Regions from separate parts of the Mus musculus genome. Here region 2 is linked to region 1. A link is a contact called in public HiCAR-type data. All regions are on one chromosome and are shown on one strand. Each heading gives the region's core, a stretch centred on a gene start, on an enhancer-like site or on the middle of the called end of the contact. The rest is flanking DNA. Distances are from core to core; before and after follow the strand shown.

Region 1 (5,715 bases), core at 1,181-3,680:
TCATTTGCTCACACTAATATTCAAATGGCATGAGGTCTCCTGTTCTCATGAGGTCTCCTGTTCTCAGTTTTTCTGACATTTTGGTTTCTGTTCCTGTTTCCCTGCAAACCCCCTGGATGTGCAGATCACTGTGAGTTGATCCCCTCCCTCTTCCTGTTGACAGTCTTTCTGTCCCTTACTCAACTCTGAGTGACTGTAAGTGGGGACAGGCTCCACAGCAGGTCATCATAGGGGCCACTGTAAAACTAACAGATGAGTGTTGGTCACTTCTCATTCTGCACTACAGAACACAGGTGTCTGCTCGGTTTGTTGCTGGTCACTTCTCTAGCCCCTCATCCTGTAAGTTTCTAGGTGCATGGGCTGAGGGAAAGGTGTCAAATGAAGTAGACGGTAGTTTTGCCCCTCATGACTCAGAGTGAGTCCCAGTTGGAAAAATAACTCGTGGCCCTAGCATTTCACACTAAAGGAAGAATTCTCACTTTAAATGACAGGATTTGGGATCCAGTCATGTTTTCCTCTCGGTTTGCTTGAAAATCATCCTGGGTCTAATCCTGCAACAGTCACGGACATAGAGCAGCCCCACACAGGAGTCCTAGGCACTTTGAAGACTTTCTTGTTGCCAAACTCCTCAGCCGCAGGATTACCAGATCACTCACCAAATGAGACAGGAGGACAGTCTCCCAACACAAACGGATGCTCTCGAATTCCTACACCGATCTCAGTTATAAAAAGTTAAGCACCCATGGCATGATTTGTGGCCGCTCCAAAAAGACTTTCACTGGACTTTGTCAAAACAAGTACTGGATTTAAAAAATCTAAAAGCATTATGAAATTCGGCCTCGCTACTATAAAAACACTTGTACTACCTTACAAACTCTAATTTTCCTGGAACTTGTAGGCGCTCTTAAGCTAACCATTGAATGAAACTCAATTTTCTTTTCTTGTTTTATTTTTCTTGTTTCTTTTTTTTTTTCTGAAAACATCTCAAGGAAGCTTAATTCATGACAGGATTTGCTTGAGATTGTTCCTATTAAATATCACAGAGACTTCCAGGACTGTCAGATACTTGAGCTATAAATGTAAGAGAGCACAAACAGCAAACTCGGGACAAGTATTCTCTATGCTTCTCCTAAACCTGAATGTGGCAGTCCTAGGAAGTTGACAGAGTCAGGCAACCATGGCAAAAGTTTTTGTCTTTCAAAATAAGTTTAATGTTCAAGTGTTTGTGCTTTGCTCATCGTGAAAATTCCCACACTACTTTTGATCTTTAAAAATATTCCATAATGGGATTCAGAGATGGCTCAGTGAATGCAGCTGTGCACATCTGTAATACCAGTTCTCCTGTTGTGAGATGGAGGTGGAGACAGGAGAGTCCCTGGAGGGGCCAGCTTAGCTTATGTGGCAACACACAAAGAAAGGGAAACCCTATCTCTTTTACAGGGCAACCTTTAGTTTCCGTCCTCACCTTCAATACATGCACATCCACACTTACACACACACACACATACATACATTATACATACAATATGCATACATATACACATACATACATACATCATACACACATACATACATACATCATACACACAACAAATTAAGTTTTCAAATATTTCATTAGTATTTATCTTCATTAAATATCTGGACATTCTTGAACTTTTAAGCCGTTTTCTCTCATCTCAGCTCCACTGCATCTTTGTCATAGCATTTCCAACGTCTCCCAACTACACAGACAGAATCTGTTCTTCCTCAAACTTTACTGTAAAGTTTGCCATGTAATTTTCTTGGGCCAATAGGATGAGACAGAAGAAATAATGGTGTTTCACTCCCAAGATTAGGATTTGATTGGGCTGCCATGAAGTCACTTTCTCCAAGACTTTTGTCACCGTGACCACAAGAAATATCCTTTGATCTTAGGAGAAGCTACATGGAACAGAGGATAAAAATATGGAACAGAGCCACCCCAATCAAGCCTTATCAAGCCAAAGCACGAACTGTGAGCTTAGTCCACGCTACAATTGGGGTTTTGTGGTTTCTTGGTACTTGAAAATGTAGTACACATATCACCAACTGTTTCCCTTTGGCTAAGCTGGTGTGAGTTAATCATGATAATCCCACAACCATTCACTCTGTCAGTAACTGACTGGAGAATAGGAGTGTCTAGTCCCATTGGAGACTTCTACACACACACACACACACACACACACAGAGAGAGAGAGAGAGAGAGAGAGAGAGAGAGAGAGAGAGAGAGAGATGCACACACACAGAGGGAGGGAGAGAGAGAGACAGAGACTTTCTCTTCAAAACTCTGCCAAATCCTCTCTCATTGTGCTTCTTTGTGACTAAGAAAGCGCTAAGCTCTGATGATCAATAGAGGCTGCCCAAAGGTCTCCAGAGTAGCTAGCCTGAGAACAAAAGGCAGTCCACAGACACATTCAAATCTGTGCCGCTATGAGAAAGTGAGGCAGTGTTTTTAATCTGTGAATAACAGCCTCTAGATTGTCACTAACACAGTTTGCTGCACATCTTGACCAGGTTGTGTTGCTTTCTGTTTGTGTTCAAGTGTTCTCAGCAGCTGACCTGGAAAGTAGGAACATTTCTAAACTCTGATTGGGACTCTTTATGTTCTTCCACGTTCCATGGGTGAGCCTCTCAGTAATATGTAGACCATAGTCATTACCTAAAGTTCTACACTGCTTTCTCCTGGCCTCCCCCTACGGAGAGTCCCACAAGGTTTCCTATGTGCTTAAAGCTTCCTCTTTCTGTGGTGTACCCACGTTTATATGAGTAACCTCATACTTTCCTCACCCCATGATGTTTCTATCTCAGCATGAACAAGGGAAGGAATAATTGTGATGAGTTACATTTTTATATGGTAAGACAATATATATCCAACAAAAGTAACATACTCATTTATCAAATATTTAGTCTACACCTACTTTAGTCTTGGTACTGTACTGTAGAAGAATACTTAATAAGATGCTGAATATAAACTGTTCAAGAACCAATCTACGAAACATTGATAACAATGTCTGGTTTAGAGACAGTACTCAGACGAACTTTGAACTTTAGATTTTGAAGTTGATTTTAGAATGAGTAGAGACTTTTAGGTCTGTTGAAATAGAATTAATCTGTTTTGCATGTAAGATCAAGATGAAGTTTATTCAGTCTGGGACGGGATACCATGGAGTAAATACTGTTCCACCAGTATTGAAACCCTAAATCCTAATCTGTTAGTATTTGGAGATGGGACTTTGGAAGGTAACTAGGTTAGCTGAGGTCCTACGGATGGGACCCCATTGTAAGATTAGTGCCCTTGTGAGAAGAAAAAGAGACACCAGAACACTTTGCCTCTGTAAGCTGAGACGTTTCTCAGCAGAAACCAAATCTACCTGCACCTTGACCTTGGACTTCTCATCCTCCAAAAGCATGAGGTTTTGTGTTCTTTTTTTTTTTTTTAAGTGATTGCAAAAAAGAGTCAGATTTGTGAAATGTGTGTGCATGCATATTCATAGATGAAAGAAAATAAGGCAAGGTTTTAGTGGAGGCTGAATCGGGTGTGACAGTGTGCAACCTGCATCTTAAGTGTTTCTTCCCATGTCTCCATCTCATCACTTCATCATTGGGTAGACAAGATGGACACATAAGATGATGCCTTTACTAAACCTAATTCACCTTGCAGGGCTTATAGTCTACATTCACTAGATAATACAATTACAATTATGCAGTTTCTTTCCTCTTTCAGTGGCCCTGGGCTTTAGCATGTCTATGCTAAGTTACTGTGTAAGCCAGCAAGAGACAATGAAACAAGGGGAAGCAGGTTTTTTTCCATTAATTTATGTATTTACTCATTTTACATCCCGATTGCTGCCCCCTTCCTCCTGATCCTTGCACACCCAGTCCCTCCTCTATCCTCCCTTCACCCCAGTATCACCCCAACCTGGCACATCAAGTCACTGCAGGACGAGGCACATCCTTTCCCACTGAGGCTAGCCAAGGCAGCCCAGTTAGGAGAACGGGATCCACAGACAGGTGACAGATTTAGGGGCAGCCTGTGCTCCAGTTGTTGAGGGACCCACATAAAGACCAAGCTGCACATCTCCTACATAGCTGCAGGGGCCTAGGTCCAGCCCGTGTATGGTCTTTGCTTGGTGGTTAAGTCTCAAAGAGCCTCTGACGTTAGTTAGTCAGTTAGTTAGTTGACTCTGTTGATCTTCCTGTGGAGTTCTTATCCTCTCTAGGGCCCTCAAACTATTTTTTTTAAGGAACCAGAAAATCGTCTTTATATAGAATTGCCTCTCTTCATGTCATATCTGAGTTTGGGGAAGAACTCTAGAAGACTCTTTTCTAGAGACCATGCTTATTTTTGATCCCCACAAAAAAAAGAATCTGGGTTCACGTCAAAGAGAAGCAAAAGAGAAAGACAAAGGGAGGGAAATGGACCACTGTTGGGGCCCTTTCTGTGGCCGTTGCAGAGCCAGGGTGACTAACCTCCATCACTCCTTAATTCTCTGAGCAGCTTGTCTGTAAAAACCCACCCGGAGCTGCAAGGCTTCCACAAATGCTGAGAGAAAAAAGGCATGTTAAAAGAAAAAGGGAAATGAAAGGAGAAGAAACATGCTACAATATTGATTTTCAGACACAGACACTGCTTGCTCTCCAAAGGGAATATAATATGGTGGTCTCGTCTCAAAGAGAGGGTCCATGATTCCAGCAAGAACGTTTAAGGGCATTGGAGTGAGCAAAAAAATCAATCTGAAACAGAAGACTGAAATGTTCCACTTGAACAGGGAATTCCAGCTGCATGTAATTGTTAGTGTAAACTGTATTAATTTAGTCTTAATCTCCAATGAAACTCATTTACACCTAGTATTGCATTTGACTCTCATAACTATTTATATAGTGCCGAAGACAAATCCTTTTATTCTCTATGCAAAAAAGTGACCTATGCAGATGGGGTTAAGATGCAAGCATAACTTCTATATAATCAGGAATTTTTAAAATTAAATAAGCTACATTAATTATGTTAATGAACTATCGAAAACACTTCATTCCCATCATTTTATATTTATTGAATTATAAAAATTTTGATTACACTGGGGGAAATGTTTTTACACATTGGGAAGACACCCAGTATACTTCCCACAACCCAAGGATATTCCCCCCAACCCATGAATATTCCAAAATATTGGATGATTGACATACACTTGATCTTAATAAGGAACAGACATCTTTAGAAAATTATAGCCTTTATATTAAATTTTTCATTACTCTTTCCTTTACTTGAAATTTACCTCCATGCTACTGAAGAATTGTATGCTAGGATTTTTTTTTTTTTAAGTATCTCAAATATCAGAGAATTTGAGGTCAAAAACTCTGAAAGGTAGCAATTTCTCTCTCCTTTGAATCAAGTCAGTATAAATTAATTTGGACCATAGTTTTAAAGAAAAGCAATATGATTCCAAATATTTCATGTGTAAAACGAAGAAGAAACAGAGTAGAGCTAGAAACCGCATGGCCATCTAAAATTTTTCCTGCTAAGAAAATTGCCACAGTCTAAGTGGTTTGCAGTTGAAAAATAAGTTGAGTTGGTCTCGTTAAAGCCAAATCCTCCTCTCAGCAGATACTGTCTATGGCTGTGAGACTGAGTTCTGGACAACAACCAGGAGCCATGGCCATGGTCGGTGAAACCCCGCCGAGGGCGCCAACACTCAGGCT
Region 2 (5,715 bases), core at 2,297-4,796, 180 kb before region 1:
AATTCTGCTGGGCTCCTCTCAGGGACCAGCAACAGCTTAGTCATCAACTGCTGCCATTACCAGCCGCGGGCAGGTGCTGCACCAGCAAAAGGACTTCAACCAGTTCTCTCTCTCTCTCTCTCTCTCTCTTTCTCCTCCCCCCCCCCATGTGTTCCTGGCTGGTGTCTCTCTCCTCTCTTCTATCCCTCTCTGTCCCTTCTTTTCTGCCTGCATGGTTCTGCTCCTGTCTGTCTGCCTCCACCCCTTCTCTAGGCCCTCACTCCCCTCCCCTCCCCTCCCTTGCCTCCAATAAACCCCCTTAATAGCAGGTCTGTTGCATGGTGTGACTTCTCAGGGGAACACCTTGTCTCGGGCCAGGTACTTCCCCCTTACCCCAACCCCAAGTGTATTATATTTCATAACAACATTGATAAATAGAAAATATATTTTTGGTGACTAGGTTCTTTGGTACTTAGGAAGTGGGTTGACCAAACAACTAAAATCCTCTAGCAGAGATGACTAGGGGTTATAAAGGCCCATGTTATACCCTAACTCTTCCATCTTGATTTGGAACTGCACCTTGGCATCAGTTTCTCGTTTTCTAAAGTGTATAATTTCAAGAATTTCCCATTGGGTCGTTAAAAGCAATTCTGAAATCCTGTTGGTAAATGGTTTTGATTTTTTTTTTCAAAGAAAGTAGGCCTATGTCAAATAAGAGTACAATGCTAAAAATAGCTTTTGGTTCTAACAAACACAAGACGAACAAATTTGCCCTCTGTGACTGAGTTAAGGAATTATTTGATGTGGCAATTAGAGTTTTAGCAACCCAAATACACTGGAAAGGATGGTTGCAAAAGCTGACGGGGGGGGGGGGGGACCCTGAAAGGTGTTTAATTACATAAAATAATTGCTTATATTGTTATAAACTCTTTTATGTTTTCATCACTATTGGATTTCGTTATAAAATTAGTATTCCACAAAATAGCTCTTTCATAACAATTTTGAGGGATTATTGGTATGCCATACATATCATAATAATAAAGATAATAAAAGCATTTTGTGCTTGGGTGAGCACCTCTGAGCACACATGTGTGAGTGCACATACATGTGGAAAGCAGAGATTGAGGTCAGGTGTCTTCTGGGCCACCCTACACCGTATACACTGAACAAGAGCTCACCAGTTTGGCTACTCTAACTAACCAGCGTGCTCTGAGGATCCCTGTCTCTATCTCCTGAGGGCTGGGATTGCAGGCAGATCTCCATGCTCACTCAGCAATAACAGGATGTTAGAGATTTAAACTCTGGTCTTCGTGCCCCATGTCAGGTGGTCTGATCTCCTTTAGAATTTTTACTTCAAGAATATAATAACACAATAAGGGCTTGACTTTTATGTTTTTGGTGAAAAGAGAATTACCCCGTTATCTTCTCCTGAGATTGAAAGACGAAATACCCTTGACAGAATTGTGTGGCATGTATGGTAACAACCAGAGTAGCCACTGGGCTTTTGCTGGGTCAACAAGCAGTAACACAGAGCCCCAGGAACAAGTCTCTATTACATTTGCCTCCCTTCGTGTCAGACAGAGTTCTGGTCACTGCCACTCGAGTCTCTTTTGAGCTCTTTCAGGATTCCATCTATTTCTAGATACTGAAAATGAGTACAAGGGGCAAACTAGTAAAGACAAAACCAAGGCTAGCCCGAAGTGATGCTTTAACTCAACCAAGGCTAGCCCGAAGTGAAACTTAAACTCAATAAGGTAAACTTTTCGATGGTCTTTAACACATGCCTAGGCAAAAACAAACCCAAGTAATGCTCTCCCCTCAGAGAAAAAGAAAAAGGACAGGAGGGTGACTGCCTTGACTTGGAAAACAGAGGACCCTAAATTCTTAGTCCACTTTGTTTTGTTTTCAGGGAAAATCCAGACAGATGATATTTTCAATTCCCAAGGTGAGTTCAGTTGTGGGTTAGTTAGCTATAAGAAGTACACATGCATGCATGTGCACACACACACAAGTACTCATGCACACACATAATTACACAGGTAAGCACATACATGTACGAGTGCTGGTGCCCTCCAGTCCTCAAACCTTGTAAAATGGGTTGGAGAGATGATCCAGCTGTTAGGGACCTGTACTGCTTTATTATGTACTGGGGCATGTATAAATAAAAATAAATAAATCTTTTTTAAAGTCAGGTGTGGGGGGGGGTGCACTAAAGAAACTGCCAACATGACAGCTGCATGGTATGGGGAAGGGGGAGGTGGTTTGTTTTGTTTTTTATTGTGAACTATGAGATAAAGAACAGCCAGAGGCTCTGGAAGAGTACAGAGTACAGAGAGAAAGTAGACTGACCATGGCCAGTAGACAGGAATAGAGAATGGCAGGAATAGACATGGCAGTAGTAGGGAATAGAGAAGAGAGAAAGCATAGAGAAGAGCTGAGTTGTAAGAAGGGTGAGCAGCTGGGAAGGGGGAGGGCTGGGAGACTGGTGGAGGGGTTTGTGGGAAGGGACTGAGGGACCCTGGGGGCTAGCACAGACCTCAGTATGCTGACAGGCACCACAGGTTAACTGGAGAACCGTGATTCCTTTGGCCGGAGGTAAGAGGAATGACTCCTCTTGGTAGACGTGAGCCGGTTTTACAAGTTCTACAAGGATGCTGGCTTTTATCTAACCACCTGAAAGCCTCCCAGACTTCACATTGAGCTGGTGTCTGAATACTTGGACTGACTTTTGGAGTTTGGGGAATTGAGTTTCCTTTTGGACCTGACCTGACCTGACCTGACCAGGCACCATGGCACATGTTTGTAGTCCCACTGGGGTTGCAGCAGAGACAGGAATGCTGGTCACTGGGCCTCTCTTGAGAAACCTGCCTCAGGAAGGAATGAAACAGAGGGTAAACATGGCTGTCACTGTGCCTGCCAACCTGAGTTTGATTCCCAGAAGCCATGGTGGAAGAAAAGAACTGAATCCTAAAAGTTGTCCTTTGACCCCTACAAATACCATGGCACAGGGATGTTCCCCTCTGTACATGGATATACACAATAACAATAAGTAAAATCTGAACTTGAAAATGTGGCTAGCACTTGAGAAACAACACTCTGTTGTTATCCTCTGGCCTCCACGTGCAGGCATACAATACACACACACACACACACACACACACACACACACACACACACACACACCGAGATAAAAACTGGCCATCACTGGAAAAGCGTCACTGGCAGGCCACAGCACTCCAGGAACATTTTAGTTAAATACTTTAAAAATCCAAAAAGAAAAAAAAATGTGAAGAGGGAGAAGCCTGCACGAAGGGAATCTTCCACTGAGAGAACCAGGCAGGTAGGTTTCATAAATCAGATGTCCCCCTGCTCTGTGGTGTGTGGGATGATTTACCGAGGCCATAAAGGGAATTCAAGACGCAAGTGAGAGACACTGTGGACACCCAGAAGTAGGATGATGCAGAGGACACAGAGCTCTGGGGGAGCAGGGTTCACAGCTGCCTTAGGCCCAGGGGTGACCAGAAACAGTCTTCTCAAGCATGAGAGAGTCATCGGTACCCTTGTCACATGGCTGGTAGGCACAATTGAATGATATTGTCAAGGGGAGGCAGCTCTGACACTCACGTGTTTCATTGGGGTTTAGGAGGCTCGGGGGAGGCACTTCCTGCCGAGTGTGCCGTACTCTGTAAAGCTTCACCACCGAAAGAAAATCACCACAGATAAAGTAAATAAAAATGATTCCAGAGGAATACTAACCAATTAGCACATTCTTTCGGTTCAAGAAACCATAACTCATCTTGGACGCTCGGTACATCCTAGCAGAGTACTAGGAGAAGAAAGAGTGCTCAGTTTGGGGGTGGGGGTGGGGGTTGCCTTCACTATGAAGCCTCCGATAGCCTTACCTGGTGGCATTCCCCTCTTAAACCCAAAGGAAAGAATGGTATCAAGTTGTAGATTCTAAGTCAGAATTTTGGCATGACACTCAGGGCACAGATTTCAGAGCTATGTTCTCCTTGGACTAGGATAAGACAGTGTCTACAGAGCAGGGACTGCGGACTCTGGGACATGTGGACCAAGAAAAAAATGCTTAGTGGAGGGGAAAGGGCATATGCTCAAAGTACATTGCATATGTGTATGGACATACCCTAATGTGGCCCATTATAATAGCCTAATTTAAAAAATCTTAATGAAAACAGAAAATGTATATATACACATATGTGTGTATATATATATATATATATATATATATATATATATATATATATATATTGCTTTTTTCCGCCCCATTCAAGTAAAAAGAGGAGCGAGAGAAGGAGGGAGGGGGAAGATGAGAGAGAAGCACTAGCTATTACAATCATGATTTTGAGAAAAGAATGAGCCATTTAATACCCAAACATAATCCCCCCAAATAAGAGGAGATGAGATGAATTCACATCTGTGAACAAAGTCACTTGTTTTATCTTCTCCAAGACAGGCATTAACGAACCCCTGCCTGGCACAGCAAAGAACAAGGGCTTTATGAAAACCTAAGTTTTAATACCAGCTCCACCTCCTGTTAGCCATGACAGGTTCCTTCAAGTCCCAAAGACATGGGTTTTTGGTGGAGTTTCCTTGAAGGCTAACCAGGAAGAGAAAACAATGCAGGCACCTGGGGCTTAGTGAAATAGCATGTGCACTCCTCTACCCTCAGGTCCAAGGCTGTCTATGGGGGTGGGGATGATGGTATTGAGGACAAAGGGAAGCTGGTCTCAATGTTCCTACACCCAGCAAGAAGGCTGCTCCTCTTTTCAATCACAAACCACTTTTGCCTGGTCTCCTGTTGTGGCATCTGGTCTTCTTCTTGTTAAGGAGTTCCATAGAGCCTGGTATTATCCAGAAGACAGAAGAGCTAGGTTACGTGGTCCTCAGGGTCCTGCACACCCTGGAGTTCTCTAGGGAAAGTGCTGGAAGCCCCAGGAAACCTGTCATTTTGATGTACAATGAAATTGATTTGTTTGTGGGTCGCACAGGCAGATGGCATAAGTGTTGCCAAAAAAAAACAGGAGGATTTGTCCACAAGCAGCTCTTATTTACTGTAGACCTTTTTAGTTCAAGATTTATGTCGGAGTGCAACATGCGACTATAAAATGTAGAGAGAGTTAGGCCTGATCACACCCCTGACCACCTCCTGGGCAGGAGGATGATATATAGCTCTTCCAGGAGAGGCTGAGATGCTGATGCTTAGCTAGAGACAGAGTGATTTAATCCCCTCCCCGAGACCTTTGGAAACACCACTCCAAATGTCCATTTACGCAGAATTAGATCCGAAAGTCTGGCTCTATCTCACTAGAAACAAAAGAGGAGCCCTAACAAAGGGTCTTCTCCGGGGGCCCTTTAAGAAGTGACTTGAACTATCTGTCAGCAAACCTCAACCGTGACTTTACTCTTCATATATCTATTCCTTGGTTTCCCACTGGGAATTATGATTTATTCTACTCTTTTTCTCTCTGACAAGACTTTGGTAAAGATCAAAGAAATCTATAAATTTGAAAAGTTCACAGCTCTTGTGCAATGTGGTACAAGTTTAATCCTGGTGCTTTTAGTGGAATTTCAGTGTTCTGTTTTTAAAGACAGCATGCCATTATGTATCCCTAGCTGCAACTCACTAGATAGCCCAGGCTAGCATCACACTCACAGAGAGCCACCTGCTTCTGCCTCCCGAATGCTGGGGTTAAAGATGAATAGCAACAAGCTCGG

What was found. HiCAR-type assays count read pairs that join an accessible place to other places.
Region 2: a contact with region 1 is called in a HiCAR-type map of Th17 cells, with 4 times the contacts expected there. The contact joins two enhancer-like sites. A contact is called at or near these places in 1 of 15 datasets of contacts at CTCF or cohesin (large pre-B cells), 3 of 484 Hi-C or Micro-C datasets (Th1 cells, bone marrow-derived macrophages and nephron progenitors) and 3 of 115 datasets of contacts at active chromatin or transcription factors (CD8 T cells, the HPC-7 cell line and Th17 cells).

What each region holds. Positions count from the first base shown.
Region 1 is chr10:8,004,481-8,010,195 of GRCm38.p6, reverse strand. No RefSeq gene overlaps it. Among named protein-coding and RNA genes, the nearest start is that of Gm30820, 27 kb to the right of the region's middle. Within about 2 kb of position 2,430, at least 34 of the 459 cell types and tissues checked have an H3K27ac peak or open chromatin away from gene starts, as enhancers often do. A contact at or near this core is called in CD8 T cells and Th17 cells, where this site is marked.
Region 2 is chr10:8,182,807-8,188,521 of GRCm38.p6, reverse strand. All of the region lies in intron 1 of Gm30906 (a long non-coding RNA gene), which reads right to left. Among named protein-coding and RNA genes, the nearest start is that of Gm30906, 9.6 kb to the right of the region's middle. Within about 2 kb of position 3,546, at least 30 of the 459 cell types and tissues checked have an H3K27ac peak or open chromatin away from gene starts, as enhancers often do. A contact at or near this core is called in CD8 T cells and Th17 cells, where this site is marked.